2 separate regions of the Pan troglodytes genome follow, and region 2 is linked to region 1. Evidence: chromatin contacts called from public capture Hi-C data. All regions are on one chromosome and are shown on one strand. The core of a region is the stretch at or near the end of the contact, and the rest is flanking DNA. Distances in the headings are between cores, read along the strand shown. Region 1 has its middle 22 kb from the start of SNTA1. Region 2 has its middle 8.9 kb from the start of C20H20orf144.

Evidence for each region. Capture Hi-C pulls out chosen DNA fragments and counts their contacts.
Region 2: a capture Hi-C map of stem cell-derived neural stem cells shows a contact between it and region 1, with 10 times the contacts expected there. The contact joins two enhancer-like sites. A contact is called at or near these places in 2 of 7 Hi-C or Micro-C datasets (induced pluripotent stem cells and stem cell-derived neural progenitor cells), 1 of 1 datasets of contacts at active chromatin or transcription factors (stem cell-derived excitatory neurons) and 1 of 1 other capture datasets (stem cell-derived neural stem cells).

Annotation. Positions count from the first base shown.
Region 1 is chr21:39,674,263-39,676,962 of NHGRI_mPanTro3-v2.0_pri, reverse strand. No RefSeq gene overlaps it. Among named protein-coding and RNA genes, the nearest start is that of SNTA1, 22 kb to the right of the region's middle. Within about 2 kb of position 1,267, at least 9 of the 24 cell types and tissues checked have an H3K27ac peak or open chromatin away from gene starts, as enhancers often do. A contact at or near this core is called in stem cell-derived neural stem cells, where this site is marked.
Region 2 is chr21:39,861,063-39,863,762 of NHGRI_mPanTro3-v2.0_pri, reverse strand. No RefSeq gene overlaps it. Among named protein-coding and RNA genes, the nearest start is that of C20H20orf144, 8.9 kb to the left of the region's middle. Within about 2 kb of position 1,357, at least 8 of the 24 cell types and tissues checked have an H3K27ac peak or open chromatin away from gene starts, as enhancers often do. A contact at or near this core is called in stem cell-derived neural stem cells, where this site is marked.

The DNA of each region.
Region 1 (2,700 bases), core at 18-2,517:
GGTGGGCGCCTGTAATCCCAGCTACTTGGGAGGCTGAGACGGGAGAATGGCTTGAACCCGGGAGAATGGCTTGAACCCAAGAGGCGGAGGTTGCAGTGAGCTGAGATTGCACCACTGCATTTCAGCCTGGGTGACAGTGAGACTCTGTCTGAAAAAAAAAAAAAAAAAAAAAAAAAAAGAGCTTAGGAGTGCTCACCATTTGAGGAGAAGCTCTTGATACATTGAAGAGTAAAGTGTTGTCTGAAAAAGGGAAGTATTTGCCAAGGTGAACCAACTTCTTGCAAAAAAAAAAAAAAAATTGGTTTGCAAGAGTTTCCTGAGACAAACAGTGAGGCTATTTATTGGTTTACAGTCTTATCTTTCCAGGTAAGAATTTCTTGAAACAGTCAAATCTTGTTGACATAGAGGACCTCAGTTCTCAGCCTTAATCATTGAATATGATTGTCTCAGTTTTTATATTTATCCTGTTCCCTATTGATGGGCGCTTACTTTTTTTCTGGTATTTCACTATCACATGCTATGCTTCAATGACACCTTGTGCACAGGGGTGAGTTTCACTGGGGCCCCACCTAGAAGTGGAATTGCTGGGTAGTGAGACGTGAGTATCTTCAATTTTCCTAGGGTCCTAGATTCTTTCTAATCCATCTCCCTGCCTCCCAGAAGAGGAAAGCCTCTCTCCACGGCCACCACAGCAGACGGCAGGAACTGCCAGGGCTTTGCCCACACCGGCTGCTTGCCCACCCGCCTGCCCTCCCTTGTTCTGGCAGATTAATGGTGACCTGTGACCCTGACAGGCTGGCCACACTCCCGGCCAATTTCAGTCTGTCAAAAGGAGTCCCAGGGGTGGTCAGGGCCTAGGGATGTGTTAGCCAGATGGGCCTGGGAGGTCTCGGGTTGGCTTATCCCAGGAGGCAGAGCAGGTGGGCAGCCCTCAGCAACACCCCCCCAACATTCTCCTCATCATGCATCACTGGGCTGGAGCTGGAGCCAGATGGTGGGGATGGGGCGGCTTGCAGCTTCTGCCCTGACAAAGGATCCTCTATACTGCACCCCCACCCTGACCCTGACCAGCTTGGCTAGTCTAGTCTGTGGCTGCCCAATCACTCTCAGCCCTGGCCTGTCCCACCCCGGGGTGCCTTTCTGCTGAGATCTTCTCTTCCCGATCCTGTTTGTAGAGGAAGTCTGCAACGTTCCTGGAGACTCTTGGACTTGGAAACTCACTTATCATCAACTTGAGAGTGAGCAGGTAAAACCAAGGCAGCATGGCCCCGTGGTTATAACATGTCATAGATTCAAATGCAGTAATAGGATTAAGTGCAATGGGCCAGGTGGCAAACTGGTGTCTGGCTCTCAGTGAGCCCTCATCAACAGAGTCTCTGACTGCTATGAATGGGGAAACTGAGGCCTAGAGTGGAGGATGCTTGCAGAAGAGCCTCATGGTTAGGAGGTTAGGCTTGGGAGTCAGGCCTACCTGCGTTAATCCAGATCTGCTACTGAGAGTGAGTCCTTGGGCAGATCACCTAAGCTCTCAATTTCCCCAGCTGAAATGCAGCCCCATGAGGCCTCATCATAGAGAACAGTCCTGAGGATGAGGAAAGATAATGCAAGGAAGGCATCTGGCAGATAGTAAGGACTCAGTACATGCATCCTAAACCTCATCATCCTTGATTTTCTCCTTCCTTCTTTCTTTCTTTCCTTCCTTCCTTCCTTCCTTCCTTCCTCTCTCTCTCTTTCCCTCTCTCTCTCTTTCTTTCCTTCCTTTCTTTCTCTCTGTCTCTCTCTCTCTCTCACTCTCTGTCGCCGAGGCTGGAGTGCAGTGGCACGATCTCAGGTCACTGTAACCTCCGCCTCCCGGGTTCAAGTGATTCTCCTACCTCAGCCTCCCAAGTAGCTGGGACTACAGGTACTTGCCACCACACCTGGCTAATTTTTTGTATTTTTAGTAGAAACGGGGTTTCACCGTGTTAGCCGGGATGGTCTCGATCTCCTGACCTCATGATCTGCCTGCTTCGGCCTCCCAAAGTGCTGGGATTACAGGCATGAGCCATAGTGCCCAGCTTTCCTTCCGTCTTTCTTTCAAGATGAAGTCTCTCTGTTGCCCAGGCTGGAGTGCAGTGGCATGATCTTGGCTCACTGCAACCTCCGCCTCCTGGGTTCAAGTGATTCTCCTGCCTCAGCCTCTCATGTACTGGGATTACAGACGCCTGCCGCCATGCCCAGATAACTTTTGTATTTTTGGTAGAGACGGGGTTTTGCCATGTTGGTCAGGCTGGTTTTGAACTCCTGACCACAAGTGATCTGCCTGCCTCAGTCTCCCAAAGTGCAGGGATTACAGGTATGCGGGTATGAGCAACCATGCCCAGCCTTTTTTTTTTTTTTTTTTTTTTTTGAGACAGGGTCTCTTGGGCTGGGCGCGGTGGCTCACGCCTGTAATCCAAGCATTTTAGGAGGCCGAGGTGGGTGGATCACCCGAGGTCAGAAGTTTAAGACCAGCCTGGCCAACATGGTGAAACTGTGCCTCTACTCAAAATACAATAATTAGCCAGGTGTAGTGGCATGCACCTGTAATCCCAGCTACTCAGGAGGCTGAGGCTCAAGAATCACTTGAATCTGGGAGGTGGAATTTACAGTGAGCTGAGATGGTGCCACTGCACTTTAGCCTGGGTGACAGAGTGAGACTCTCTCTCAAAAAAAAAAAAA
Region 2 (2,700 bases), core at 108-2,607, 190 kb before region 1:
TGCAGCAACTTCTTTACCTGGCTCCCACCCCGTCCATTCCCTGTAAAGACACAGCCAGAGGCGGCTTTCGAAATGTTGCCATTTTGAAAAACGCACCTCTCTGGCCAAGACCCTTCAATGGCACCCACTGCCTTCAGCATCAAGGTCATAATTTCATGTCCTGGCAGCCAAGGCTGGGCCATTTACAACCCCAGTCACCCTGTCTGTGGCTTTTGTCCCAAGCCACCCGTCCGCCACAGAAACGCTTCCACTGTAAGGAGCAGGTGAGTGTCATTGTGCTGGGGCGCCTTTCCCAATCCTGCGCTGGGCACCTGCTTTGTGGCAGGTGCTGGGGATGATCAAATGTTCTGGGCTGGTGGCAGCACTCGGTCAAGGGCAGGCAGAGCCCTGAAGTCAGGAGAGCTCCGGGCTCATTGGCCAGCTGCCGCCCCCACCCTTCCACCCACTCCCTGCACCTGTCCTCTCCCCTTCCTCACACCTGCACCTGTGACTCACCTGTAACTATTCAAACCTGTCCCAGGGATTGGCTCAGTGCCAGGCCAGGCTGGAGATAGCAACAGTCTAGATGGTGGCCAATGCCCTACAGCTCTCCTAACAAGTCCCCTTAACACAGTCTCTTACGAGCCGAAAGGGACTGAGAATTAGGTGGTCTTCAAAAAATTATTCTCGAAACATACTACTTGAGCAGGACACCAGGCTCCACATAGAGTGCTGGACACAAAGATCAATCCTCAAAGAAACCACAGATTGGTGGGGAGAGAAACAGGTTATAGCAGCAACCAGTTTACAGGGGTGCCTTGGGTGCCAGGCCCTGTGCTAGGGGCTATACCCATGTTGTTGATTCCATTTTACCCTCGCAACACCCCAGAGGTATAGGCATCGTTAGCATCCCCAGCTTACAGAGGAAAAAGCTCAGTGAATAAGTGCCTTGCTCCGAGTCACGCAGGAGGGATCCACTCCCTGGCACCAACAGCTGCTAGCCATCAGGAGTAAACAGCGCTGGGAGAGGACACCCTCCGGTAGCAGAAACCCGCCCCAGCTGGAGGAGGTAGAGGCAGCTACACCAAAAGAAGGAACAATGCCAGGCCTCGGGGCCTGCAAAATGGCAGACGGGGCAGCAAGGACGAGCCCAGTGCGAGGGCCTGGGTGAGCCAGCCCTCAGAAGGTGGGGAGACTGATCCCCGATCACTTCTGGAACTCTGTAGGAGGAACCTAGCAAATATTAACTCATGGGGTGGAAAGGCAGCCTGAGAAAATGCTGATGCGAAGGGGAAGGAAAAGCTGCTGGTGTGTACTCTGGAAAGGAATCTGGCTTAGGGATGGTGGCAACCCAGGGGGAAAGTCCAGCTCTGTCCACAAGAGGGCTCCTGGCAGCAGGCAATGAAGCCCACCTGAGGAGTGGAGTGGGGACTGTTGCTGGTTCCCCCAAGCCTCTTGGAAGGAAGGCTAAGAAGGAGACATGCCTAATCGTGACCCTGACCCTGAAATACCAGCAGTCAGAAACAAGCAGAGACGGGCAAGAGACATGTTTGCTTCCCAAGATCCTATCCCCACCTCAGGACAGTGCCCTTTCTGCTGAGAAACACCAGTTAGCAGGCTCTTGGATGCTGCCCTTGGTAACACATGAAAAGGCTTTCCCTTCCTAACCTTCCAGAGGAACAGATCTTTCACAGTTCCCAATTATTTGTCTTTTTTCTTTTTTTTTTTTGCGATGGGGTCTTGCTCTGTCACCCAGGCTGGAGTGCTGGAGTGCAGTGGCATGATCTCGGCCCACTGCAACTTCTGCCTCCTGGGTTCAAGCGATTCTCCTGCCTCACTTTCCTGAGTAGCTGGGACTACAGGCTCCTGCCACCACGCTGGGCTAATTATTTGTATTTTTAGTAGAGGTGGGGTTTCACCATGTTAGCCAGGATGGTCTCGATCTCCTGACCTCGTGATCCACCTGCCTCAGCCTCCCAAAGTGCTGGGATTACAGGCATGAGCCACTGCGCCCGGCCTCTTTGCTCTCTTTCTGACAAAGGTAACGCACCACTAATTTTTTCTTTTTCAGGTTGATGTAATCTATTGGTGAATAACACATTATTTCAATGATTGTCATTTCCAGAATTCTATTTTCAAATCTGCCTAGTCATTTTCAGACTCTTTTTGCTCATTGTTTTTCAGTGCCATCTTCAGAGGTTTCATATTTTGTATTCTGTATCTGGTGTGCTTTTTTTTTTTTTGCTTTTTTTTTTTGAGATGAGTCTCTCTGTCGCCCAGGCTGGAGTGCAGTGGCGTGATCTCGGCTCACTGCAACCTCTGCCTCCCAGATTCAAGCGATTCTCCTGCCTCAGCCTCCTGAGTAGCTGGGATTACAGGCGCCTGCCACCACATTCGGCTAATTTTTGTATTTTTAGTGGAGATGGTTTCACCATGTTGCTCAGGCTGGTCTCAAACTCCGGACTTCATGATCTGCCCTCCTCGGCCTCCCAAAGTGCTGGGATTACAGGCGCGAACTGCTGTGCCCGGCCTGTATCTGGTGATTGTAATATCTGAAGTCCCAGGGGTTAAATCAATTATTGTTCCTGTTGACTTTGCTAACAATGGCTCATTTTCTTGAAGGTTCAGTAGTGTTTCCGGACAGCTTATAATTGGTTGACACACAATATTGACCCTGAAGGTCCTTAATTATCTTAATTTCTCAACACCAGGATTCCCTGA